Regions from separate parts of the Mus musculus genome. Here region 2 is linked to region 1. A link is a contact called in public HiChIP or PLAC-seq data. All regions are on one chromosome and are shown on one strand. Each heading gives the region's core, a stretch centred on a gene start, on an enhancer-like site or on the middle of the called end of the contact. The rest is flanking DNA. Distances are from core to core; before and after follow the strand shown.

Region 1 (6,063 bases), core at 2,637-5,136:
CTGATACCATGGAGTGGCATTGCTGGGCTGAGTGACAGAGCCAGATTGTGTTTAGCTATGAAAGAAAGTATTGGAAAAGGACCACAGTTTGAAACACTGGGCCTCGTTTCCCTGGCAGGTCACTCCTGTTCTGAGGGAGTTCAGATTCCCCTAAGCTCCAGCCTTCCCTTTCTGACCTCTCTACCCACATGTGTCCTTCCCATCATGGAAGTGCAAGTGCCAGCCTCACCCACAGGCTTGGTTTGAGCTCTTTCCAGACTAAGATCGGGACTGGGTGGGTGGGGGTAAGTAATGTAGGAGAACTGGTCCCTAGCATCCCTCCACACAACAGGAGAAAGAAGCCCATATCATAAGCGTTGGGGATGGGTGACCTGAGGAACTCCTGGGCGTATATGTGGACACACTGCAGTCATGATCCCTGACAGTGAGGGGTAGGTCAGTCACCCACACAGCTCCAGGAGCCCATGGTTGAGGACTGCAGGCAGAAAGGGCCCTCCTTGAACTTCCTTCTTCCAAAACATTCTACTTCTTTCCTACCAGAACCCCTGGCTTTGAACTTTCTATAACCCCTTGGATTCTGTCCTGGGGTTCTCTCCTGCTCTTAGGACACCCCTTTTGAGGAGCCCCAAGCTGGGAATCTCTGTCCCTGCCTCACTGTGACTCTTGTCCTGCTCTCACATCTCAAGGGGTGGCCTTGGTTCCAGAGCTCCGACTTCTTCACTCCCTTATCCTAACACCTCAGCCCTCTATGTGACCATGTGACCATGTGACCCCTTCCTGTGACCTTGAGTCCCATCAGTGCCCTTGGGGACACCTTTTCTGGAATTTGAGTTTGGACTTGCCTGGAGAAGAATGGGACTGACCATTGACCACCAGGACTTTGCTCTGCCCTCAGCTCCCCAAGCCTGTCCCTAAGCCCCAAATGGTGGATCCTTCTCTTGACTCAGGGGCCCTCCAGGCAGGATCCTAGTTCTCCCATGATGCCTTGCAGCATCCTTTTGTGCCCAGCTGCTCAAACACACTTCACTTCTGAAACTTCTTTTGGTTTTCCTGTTTGCCCAGCCCCAGCTCTCTCGCTGTCTCTCTGTCCTGCCTGCATTCTCCAGCCCAAGATGAACAGCTTCTGTCCCCATCCCAGCCCTCCCTGTGACCTTCCCATGGCTTAGGTAAAAGCTGGTCCTTGCCTGCATTTTGTCTGGCTGGTCGATGGTTCCAGAGACATTCCTTCTCCCATGACCCTGGGACCCTGTTCACACCTCCTCAGAACGAAAATTCGCCATCTGGAATTTCTGGTGCCATTTCAGACCACTGGCCTCGAGGGATTATAAGCTCCTTGGGGTCAGGGACCCTTGCCCTGTCCACCTTTGCGCTCAATCAGACTTGACTTATGGGCTGGGTTCTGTCTCTGGCCAGATGTGACTTTGCTGTGTTTTTGCTTTTTATTTCTGTTGCCATAATGATGCCAGGAGTGATATCCACCTATGGGAGAGAAAGAGGGCAGGGGATGTGTGAGCAGAGTCCACGATGGTAACTGCTAGTTATCTGGAAAGCAATGGAGGCAGATGGAGGCTTCTCATCAGCCTTCTGGCCTGCAGGGAGCAGCTCTCCGGCTCCAGCCCTGCTAGTGAGAGAAAGACCTCCTTTTGCTTGTTGGTTTATTTGCTTGTTTGTTTTGGAGTCAGGATCTCATGTAGCCCAGGCTGGCCTTAGTTTCTGAACCTCCTGCCTCCACTTCTCCACATCTGAGATGCCAGACTGTGTGCCATGACAGCCAGCTGTCTTTGCTTACCTTGTCTCTTGTTTATTTATTTTCAACTCCAACATCATCCCATTAGGGAGGCACCCAGAGGAAAACAGAAAAACAAGTGAATCTGATATGAGGTTCTTTCAAGTGGGCTCCTGGTTGCTGTGGCCTCAGGAGAGGCTGCTTTCTGATCTGCTTCCAGCCTGTGGGTGCCTCTGGGTCTGTGCAGAGCATTTTCAAAGATCCTATCCCTTCCCAGCACAGCCACCTCATCCTCACCACATCAGGAGAAGACTGCCTGGGCTTCAAAGTTCCAGCCCCACTCTGAAATTGGAAACATGTGCAGTTTGCAAAGTATCAATTTAACAGCTTGTTGGGTTTGCCTGGCTGACTGGTGGCTGCTGAGTGGGCTGCTCAGGAATGTTTCCTGGACCTACAATCATGATGTTCTAGGTTCGAGTCCCGGCCTTGGTGCTAGCAAGCTGTATATGTTAATTGCTTTTCTTGCTGCTTTAACAAAACACTGGGCAAAGGCAACTCGAGAAAGGAAGGATTTATCTTGGTTCAGTCTAAGGGTAATCCATCACAGTGGGAAGGCAGAAAGGCAGGAGGCTGAGGCGGTTGGTCCCTTCCCATCCACAGTCAGGAAGCTGAGAGAGATGAGCATGGGTGCTCGGCTTGCTCTCTCTTTTTTATTCCAGCTGGGATTCTGCCTCATGGCATGGTGCCGGCCACATGGGGTGAGGTGTTTCTACTTCAGTTAACCTAGATTCATCCTCACAGACATGCCCAGTAGTTTCTAGACTCTGTCAGGTTCACAGTACACATTAACTATCACACAGGGTAAGTTCAAACAAGTCCTGGCCCTCGCTAAGCTCAGCAGCAGTCTCAGAAAGACACCTGGGAGCCAGTGATGGGGATGCTGAGAAGGTCAGAGCTGGAGGCAGTGGGTGAAGGTCTCACTGTATGGCACCAAGCCAACTCTGGGGCCAAGAAGAGGACTGGAAAGCAGATCTTGTGGTGTGGGAGTGACTGCTCATCAGTTACCAGAGACAGAAACACTGACTCTGAGTGGCTCTCAGCTGGACAGCCTGAGGTAGATGGTCTACAAGGCTCTGGCTTGAAATCTACCAGCTTTCTTATACTTCTGGCCCCTTTGTGTTGGCACTGTCACTGGGATGAATGGCCTCGTGGAAACAAAGCGACTGCAGGAGTTCCAGGCATTGCATCACACTCCACACAGCTCACCAGCCAGAGAAAGGAGCTCTTAACTGAAGACTTGAACCTCATTGCTGGTTGACCACCATGAGAGATTTTATCATAACTGGCTTCCACCAAATCATAGCTCATCTCTGGAACAAGGGCTGAATGACAGGTCCTCTGTTCTCATAGCAGGCTCCTAGGGTGGACCAGGACTCCTTTGAGGCTCAGGAAGCTGAGGCACAATGAAGCCAGGTGAGTCAGACCAGTTGCCAGGACTCCAGCTGGTCTGGGTATAAGTAGACCTTTGATTCCAAGGAGGCAGTGAGGCATGGAGGGTAGACTAGAATGTTCTAGAATCAGGACTGTGAGTTATGCCAACCATGGAGTCCTTATAGATCATAGGCATCTTCTCATGGGAGATCAACAGGCCTCTATCTGGGGTTGTTGATCCCCCATAATAGAGTAGAGTGGAGTAGACTCTACTATGACTTTTGGAACCCAATTTAAAGAGGGGTGACTATAGCTTGGAAGTCCTTGTGAATAGAGAGACCACTGTGCCTCTCAGACCTTCCCACTGGAGGGACATAGCTGAAGGATGTCCCCAGGATCAACCAACAGAACATTTTGTCCATCAAGTCAGAGAGTGGGGCCTGGGAGGAGAGGCACAGCAGGGAGAACGACTGGCCCAGCTCCCTGCCCAGCCCCACAACAGGGGACTTGGTGACCTGAAGCATGAGGGACAGTCTATCTCAGCCCCATGCTGACTGGGCACCAAGGATCCCAGACAGTGAAGACAGCAGGTACAGAAGAAGTGAACTCCTATGGAAATGAAGTTAGCAAAAGAAAGAGGATTTGAAACAAGCAAACCATATACCATCTCCTAGTTTCATTTCTGTTACTGTGACAAAATACCCTGGAAAAAGCAACTCAAGGCATGAAGGGGCTGTTGCTCACACAATTCTAGGTTACAGTCCCATTATGGAAGTGAAGTCACTGAGGCAGGAGCTTGAGACATCTGGTCACATGATACCTATAGCCAAGAGCTGAAGGAACACCTCCATGTTACCTACTTCCCTCTACCTTCCTCATGCTCTGTACAGTTTGGAACTCTGCCTAAGGAATGGAGCCACCGCAAGTGGGCTAATTTTTCTCATATCAACCAACAGTCAAAATAGTTTCTCATAGAAATGCCTATAGGCCAACTTGATCTAGATAATCCCTCATTGAGATTTTCTTCCCAGATTATTTTAGGTTGTGGCAAATAGGCTTTTAAAACTAACCACGGTGTGTATACAAACACACATGCATACACATGCCTGCAAGCCCACACACACATGCACATGCATTCATATGTGCACACAGATCTATTCTCATGACATCCCAGAGGCATTGTCTGGGTTAATTCTAACAGACAGAGATGAAACCTAGGGCTCCAAGCCACAGTTTACAGTTGAAGGATTTCCCCAGAATCCAGAAGCAAAGGAGCAGAAGACATGGTCACTTGTTTTAGTGCCTCCTACAGAGTGTGCAAGAAGGTTAGATGAACAAACAGAATGCAGGCACAGGGGAGGAAGACCACGGCAGAGTTGAAAATGCAGGGTTGTGATCACACAGGATGTTAGTAATCTTGATGGACGGCTTGATAGGACTGAGATAGCTTAGGATACAGTGGGCATGGACAAGTGGGTACATCTCTTACTGTGTCTGAGGGTTTATCTTCACCCGTGCTGAGTTCTAATCTGACTGCTTTATTAGGAGGTGAGGGCAGATGGCAGAAGCTACTCAGATGTAGATATTGCTTAAGTCTCCTGGGTTTGATCTCTAAACTCCAGTCTTTTAGACGGCCCCAGGGAGTTTACCTGTGAATGATGTCGTATGGTGTTTAGAATGATCAATGCCCACCAAAGGCTCTGACATTTGAATACCTGGTCCCTGGTTGGCAGCTTTTTGGAGAGGCTTGAGAGGTGTGGACTTACAGGAAGAAGTGTGTCACTGGGGGTAGTGTGTCACTAGGGGCAGTGTGTCACTGAGGGAAGTGTGTCACTGGGGGAAGTGTGTCACTAGGGGCAGACTTTGAGGTTTCAGTCAGTCACCATTCCCAGTTCACACTCTCTCTCTACTTTCACTCTCTCTTTCTACTTTCTTCTCACAGTTTGACAAGTGAGCTCAGCTGTTCCATCTGTCATGACTGCCACCTGCTGCCATGCTGTGTCATTATTATGGGCCCCAAACCCTGAAACCATAAGCCCAAGTAAACTCTTCTTTCCATGAGTTGCTTTAGTAGTGGTTTTTGTATAGCAATAGAAAAGCAACTAATTCTGTCAGCTAAGTTTTCTAATTAGTGACAAGTGCAGAGGTTTTCATGGCCATGTATGTGACCCTGGCTCCTTCCCCCAGTAGGTACAAGTGGGTATCCCCTCTCCAGCAGCTGCAGCTGCCAACATGCGGGGGGGGGGCACCTGTAAGGGCTACTTGGATGGCAAGTGATATTTCAGGTTATAAAGTGGAACCCTGTTTGTGTGTGCTGCTGCACTTGGGGATGCTGGGCCAGGCCTAGGAGGCAGTGGCTACATGGACAGCGGGAGAGCCTCTCTGCTGGGTGGGTCATCATGCTTTGGCAGTTCTCGGACCACTCAGATGTAATGGTAGTCTTTCTCATTGGCAGAATGAACTACACTCTGGAAAAGTCCCCGGGTTCCGGTGCTTTCCAAATTCGTAGGGGATTTTGGAATGCACGGGAATCAGGCCCATCTTGGCTCAATACCATGTCCAGCAGCCAGGGTTGAGTGTTCTTTGGGTCAATGGATATGTGTACCAATCTGTACCTCTCTTGCACATAGAGGAAGATCCTGGAGCCCTGGCTTTGCTGGGTGATCAGGAATCCCCTTATTTATTTGGTTGAGGACATGACTCAAGTAGGGCCTAGGGTCTTCCACACCCCTCAAATCTAATGCATGCACCTAATGCTTATAACTATACACTCCTCCTTGCCTGTGTGTATCTTTGTATGTATGTTTATACCTGTGCATGCATAGTCAGAGGTCAGTCTCGGGTGTCTTCCTCATTTTCTGAGACCAGGTCTCTCTCGGATCCTAGGTCTCACCTATTCAGTTTGA
Region 2 (6,409 bases), core at 598-3,097, 100 kb after region 1:
TTTTCTGTGTGACCACATCCTGATATAACTTCTTAAAATGATTCCAGTTAGACTAGATCAAGGCCTGTCCTATTGGCCTCCTATGTCATCCTGGTCAGCTCTTCTCTGTCTCTATGTCCAAATATAGTCTCTCCCAAGGCTCTGGTATCAGAACTGTCATGTGTAAAAAGGGTCACAATTCAGTCCCAATACATACTCTTCTAGGTCTCTCCCTCCTGCTTCCCTGAGGCCTTTAGCACAAAGCCCTTCTATGGTCCCCAGCCCAGTCAGCCCTTAGGAGAATTCTGGACACCCAGCTCTGGCACAAGGCCTGGTGGCTGCTAGCTTGCCTGCTGATCGGAGTTGTGGGGGAAGACCCAGGATGTTCCAAATACATGCTGATAAATACTGAGGGTTAACAAACAAAAACAAACCAGCCTCTGCTCCTTCCTGGGTGGCATAGGGCACTGGGACCCTTCACCTGGACTGCATTGCTTGGCCACTAGCCCAGGGAGCTTTAACTGAAAATATCTGGCCAAAGAGGCCCCTCAGAAAGCCCCAAATTGCTGTTTGTACCTCCCTGGGCTGGAACCAGATCACAGACTCTGCTGAGGGATGGAGCAAGACTGGCTGGCAAGAGGCCCCTGCCTGGCAGCGGGCTGCATTCCTGGGGTCTTGGAGATGTGTGCTGGCACTTCCTGAACCCTCCCAAGACCTCAGGGCATCTCTCTCAGCCCATCCCCTCTGGTGTGCAAGGATGCTGAATGCTGGGTGATGGGCTCAGGGAAGCAGGATAAGTGACTTCGGCCTGCCACTCTACCTCACAGCACAATGTCTTTGCTTCTTCTGACTCGGCTGTGACACAGGACAAGAGGCCGTAGATGCCATGGATTTCTGGGGAACTTGCTGGAGGTTGCCAGATGTCCCTGGGTGTGAGCCCCACTCACAAATAATAGGCAAGACACCTGTGACTTAGAGCTTAGGGGACCAGGATGGGGTGTGGTTTTCAGAACAGAGCTGCTGTGAAGGGATGCTGGCAAATGGCCAGGACCTGCCCTGGTCTGCCTCTCTGTGTCATGTTGCATCGTACATAAAGCACCAAGATCTCAATCTCCAAGGCTCGTGGTGCAAGGTGTGCAGTAAAGAGACCTCCATGAGCCCGGTAGAGGCTGCTGCATGCAGACGGGATCCCAGGGAGCATCATTGTAAGCACCCCACTGGCTCTGAACTAACTCACGGGTACCCTGGGAGAAACAGTACAGCAACCAAGTGAGCCATTGTGTGTACAGGGCACAGGAGTGGGGTTGGCCGCCCTAGAGCAGAGCCTAGGATCTTGCTGTCTCTCACCGGATTGAAGTACTTTGCTCTTACATTCCTGTAGCTTCAGATGATCACAGACTGGGTGGCCTTGGATAAAAGACTTGACCCTTTGGGGGTTTCAGACAGAAAGCCAGAGTCATGGTGTGGTATGCCATGCTCCCTTGGGAGGCTCCATAGCAATCCTTCTGCCTCTTTAAGCTCTTAGGCACTCCAGACAGACCTGATTGGGAGCAGTGTCACCCTGGACCCTGTGTCATCTGACATCCCCTCTACTGTATGTAAGCCCCTCTGCTTCTCTCATAAAGGTAGTTAGTTGCTGGAGGACTGGAGCCTACATGGTGAGTTCAGCAACCTTACCTCTAGATCCTTCACCTAACCACATCTGCAAAAACATGATTTTCCACTCAAAGTCTCATCCATAGGTTCTGAGGTTCAGACACAGTCATACCCTTCGGGAGTCACCCTAAAGTTGAGTATACCCTATATATGAGAAGGTGGGCAGGGAAGTGAAGGAGAGGAACAAAGCAGGAGCTATGAGCTCTGGTCTGACTTGGGGTTCCCCATCTGTACGACCTGGGGTCACTGGAAGATACCAAGGGAACCTCCACACACTGGAGGGGGACCTAGAAACTTTCCAGGAGGCAAACCAAAGCAGAAGTCCTGAAAGATGCCAGGGCCTGGCACAGTCCCTGTTGGCCAGGGCTTACCTGGCTGCCATGTGGTACCCGGCACTTCCCATGAGCTAAACCAGTGTAAGACTCATGGCACCTGAAGCTGGGACAGGACGCTTGGCTCCTCGAGCCTCAGGTTTACTCTGTGACACGGGGTGTAGTGGACAAGGCACAGAGCTGCAACGAAGCATGACAGTGATCAGCCTTGAGCTCTTCCTCACACGGGTATGGGAATTCTGGCCTACAGAAAAGCCCAAGCGCCTTCAGCTCCTGTTCCCAGGACCTGAGAGTTGGTGCATGACTCCTAAAACATGTGCTCTCTCTATGTCATGGAATGTTGAGCCATCTCTGTGTTTGCAAATAAATAACTAAACAATAAATAACTAAACAATTAAAAGATGGTGTTGGAGCAGCCCCTTGGCCCAGAGGACAGCATAGGCTGGGGAAGCCTGTGATTTGGATGTGCTACTTTCAGTGCAACAAAGCTGCTTGAAAATGAAGAGGAAGGTTAGCAAGATGGCTTAGCAGTTAAGTGTGAGGATCTGAGTTCAGATCCCCCAAACCTGATGTGAATGCTGGTCAAAAGAGTCTGCTTGCATGAATGAGATGGAAGGACGATGGAGGATGACTCCCTACCTCATTCTCAGGCTTCCACATGCATGCCCATGGACATATAAGCATGCACACATGTGCACACGTGCACACACACACACACACACACACACACACACACACACACGGGAAAAGTAAAGATTAAAAAAATAAAAACTTGAAAAGGCAAAAAAAAAAACAAAAAACAAAAAAACAAACAACCTTCTCTTCAAAAGAGAGATAGCTACAGATGATCTTGATAAAACCCAGATCACCATGGCACTGAGATGCATGCAGTCTCTTGCTGTGGTGCTCATACTGGTGCCGCCTGGGTCCTTTGCATAGAGACAAGCCTCTTCCTCCAGGAGGGCAGCTTTTGACCTTTTGGGTTATGCTCTCCCTCTTAAAGCCACAGGGACAAGGAGAGATGGAGGATGGAAAGACACCATGGGGAGTCTATCTAACCCCATGTGGAGGCTGGGCTGGCTACACCTGTTCCCTGAACCAGCTAGGTCTCCTCTGTTTAATCAGGGTGAACTGGCTGAGGCCTCACATGCCTTGGTTTTTCAAAGGAGCCAAAGGCTCTATAGCCACTGGTTGGACTGACACAGGCCTAAGAAACCAGCAGCATAGTGGCTGGGGTTTTTCCTGAGGTAGTCTACTGTTGTCCCCATGTACAGCATGGGGAGGGGGATATATGGATCAGGGTGACAGGAATTCCAGTTCCTCAGAGCCACATGCTGGGCATGACACTCCCTGCCTTGTGCCTCAGTTTCCTCTTTTGCAGCAAGGGACGGGAAGGTGTAGCCTCCAGTATCTCCCAATACTTCTTCCCAGTCTCCCCAGGTGGTCACAGAAGAGCCAGCTCGTGGGAATGGGTTCTGGTTCCCCTTCTTTCCAGGACATGGGGGACCTGGGGCCAGAGTGTGCTGCCAGCCCTTGGGAGCTACAGGCTAAGCCTGAGGGTGTCAGACTGGGCTCTGCTAGGCAAACACTTTCCCAGAAGCCAGTGTGGGAGGCAGCCTGGAAGCAAATGTCCTAGAAGTAGGCACAGGACGTGCCAGAGGTGACACAGCCCTTGGGGGACATGCCCCGGAAGGTAGGGCAGTGGGTGACCCACTGTCCTGGTTTTCCCAAGCAATAGTTCCCACCATGGGGACTTTCAATGACAAAACCAATCAGGAAAGTCCCTGGCAAGCCACATGGCTGGCCACCTTAACGAAGCCACCTGCCTTTCCTCAGCTGCCTCCCATCTCCATTTCTTCTTTTTCAAAGATTGTGTGTGTGTGTGTGTGTGTGTGTGTGTGTGTGTGTGTGTGTGTGTGTAGGTATCTTCAGAGTCCAGAAGGAGGCATCAGATCTTCTGCATCAGGAGTTACAGGTGGTTGTGAACCACTGAAGGTCAATGTTGAGAACTGAACTCGGGTCATCTACAAAAGCAGCAAGTAGTTTTACAGCTGGGCCATCCCTCCAGCCTCCTGATTTCTTTAGAAATACATAAAATCTGTGTTGTCACCAATATGGGCCTTGTCACCATCTACCCAGGTGGCTCACAATGTCTCAGAGAGCATGAAAATGCAGAGCTCGTATAATGTCTGTAGTCCTTGCCTCCGTGATAGCCACCCCCCTACACACACACACACACACACACACACACACACACACACACACACACACACAGTGCAGCAAGTCACCTGTGCACAATGTCAAAAATAAGTACAGTGTTTCTTCTCTGATCATTCTCAAATTTGAATGTGTCACAACTCTGAGGTATTCCTGGCACAGTTCTCCTGGGTTGTATCTCATAACAGGAAGTAGGGAATGGCCTACAGATACAGCTTGGGGCACATCAAGCTATGGGCAACACGGAAGCAGCCACCACACTCATCCAGGAAGGTTCTAGAATGTATTGGTGGCCAACAAAGCCCTAAGTTATCATTTCACGGGCAGGAAACAGAAGGCATGCACCTCAAGAAGTCTGAGGAGTAGGTTGCTGGGTCTCTTGGGTTTCTCTCTGACATCAGGATAGCCATCAGGTGACATCTTTCTCCTGCCCCTGCCATCCTGTATTGGTTTAACTAGTTGTGAGATTTTGTAAAATGAAAAGAAGCTATCCTAGCAGGGCTGCTGCTGTGGTGTCCATGGTGGGGGTTGGGTAGCATTGGCTGGAGCTGGGTCAGTCCCAGTCTGTTCCTAGCAAAGAAGATGCAAAGGAGCCATATTTGGGTCTGACTAGACAGGAATCTTTTGTCCCCAAACTGAGAATTTAGCCCTGTCATAAGTTTGTTTTCTTAGGAAGGTTCTGGGGTCTTAGGAGCTGGAGGAGGTCAGCCACTGGGAACTGATGCAAAACACATGGACTCAGCTCACTACCAGAGACTGTCATGTGGCTCCTAAGACTCAGAGCTTCAGGATGGATGTATCCTGTCATCTTCAGGCACAGCTGGATCTAGGTGCTCAAACACAGCCACTGACTTCTCTCTGCAACCATTCCTTGACCGTCTTCGTCCACACTACCTCTGTCTCCACAGCTTCCTTCATTGTTTGTGTCTCTGCTTCTCTTGGTGTCCTCAGTTGCAGACAGGCACCCTTCGGGATAAGAAAGGTGACAGTTGTCACCCTTGTCTCTTGAGCCAAGTGACAGCTCCCCCTGCTGGCTGGGTAGGAAAAGTCACAGGGAGACTCTTGGTCAGCTTGTGTCACATGCCTACCCCACTGTGACTGTGGTCAGAGAAGAGTCCTCACACTGCCAGTCCCTCCAAACCACACTATGAGAACTGAAAAAGGCACACGGTTCTTCAAAGAAGATGTTGTCATGGAGGAAGGTCAGAGCCAGCGCCACCAAAGATCACAGATGCCACGGTGGCCATGGGAAGCAAAGACCTTCAAGTCCTAGATCAATTCCAGAGACTCCAAGTTTCAGTAACTGTGATCCTCGGTGTGTCCAGAAGGGAGAGCACACTCAGATACTGCAGCTTTGGAGAGACGTAGACGAGAGCAAGCAGGTTCCTAGGTAGAGCAGAAAGGGATCATGACTCTGAACCCAACCTCAGGTTGCCTTTCACTACTTCACCCTCATGTCACGTGTGAGGTGTCACTGTGCATATCTGTCTCAGTTACTGACATCTGCCACTGCCACCACCACCACCGATACTGTCATCACCACTACCACCATCAGCAGCATCACCACCAAAACCATCACCATCATCCATACCACTATTAATCACTGCCATTACTACTACCAACAGCACCAGCATCATCACCATCCCCTCATCACTGTCACCATCCAAAGGGCGCTATCACCATACCCGGGACCGCCAACACCTCCTCTGTCAGATCCACCACTACGTTAACTGTCACCACCCATCATCACTGTCATACCGACACAACTCACACACTCCTACTTCTCTCACCATTAAAAATAAGCCTCATATCCACATCAATCAACAGTGCTATTACCATAGCAACAGCAGTCTTTCTGACTGGAAGTTTATTACGGAAGTTCGATGTGCGGGTATGGATGCCACTAAAGAAAGGAGCACCGGGCCACTGCAACCCAAAGCTTCACCTTCCGGTGAAGGTGCAGAGATCTTAGAAGTGAAGAGACTAACCAAGACAATCTGGGGGACTAAAGGACTGGGGTTCCAGACCTGGGCTCAGATCCAGAGCCTGCTGGCTCCTTATCCAGGCTGAGTCACCTGCTTCCCAAGCCTGTCTCCTCCATCCCTAGGAATGACTGTTCTTCCAGCTGCTCAAACACTGGGGAATCGCTGCCCTTCTCTCCTGGTCCCACCACAGCCAAGCCACAAGTCAGCCCCGAGTTCTCTACCTCCCAGTGAGACCGATCT

Evidence for each region. HiChIP or PLAC-seq counts read pairs in DNA pulled down with a chosen protein or histone mark.
Region 2: an H3K27ac HiChIP or PLAC-seq map of bone marrow-derived dendritic cells shows a contact between it and region 1, with 5 times the contacts expected there. The contact joins two enhancer-like sites. A contact is called at or near these places in 1 of 15 datasets of contacts at CTCF or cohesin (large pre-B cells), 9 of 484 Hi-C or Micro-C datasets (bone marrow-derived dendritic cells, bone marrow-derived macrophages, embryonic fibroblasts and 5 more) and 9 of 115 datasets of contacts at active chromatin or transcription factors (the HPC-7 cell line, T-cell acute lymphoblastic leukemia, bone marrow-derived dendritic cells and 6 more).

What each region holds. Positions count from the first base shown.
Region 1 is chr7:144,986,970-144,993,032 of GRCm38.p6, forward strand. No RefSeq gene overlaps it. Among named protein-coding and RNA genes, the nearest start is that of Ccnd1, 50 kb to the left of the region's middle. Within about 2 kb of position 3,887, at least 17 of the 459 cell types and tissues checked have an H3K27ac peak or open chromatin away from gene starts, as enhancers often do. A contact at or near this core is called in bone marrow-derived dendritic cells, where this site is marked.
Region 2 is chr7:145,093,309-145,099,717 of GRCm38.p6, forward strand. No RefSeq gene overlaps it. Among named protein-coding and RNA genes, the nearest start is that of Gm46023, 27 kb to the left of the region's middle. Within about 2 kb of position 1,848, at least 14 of the 459 cell types and tissues checked have an H3K27ac peak or open chromatin away from gene starts, as enhancers often do. A contact at or near this core is called in bone marrow-derived dendritic cells, where this site is marked.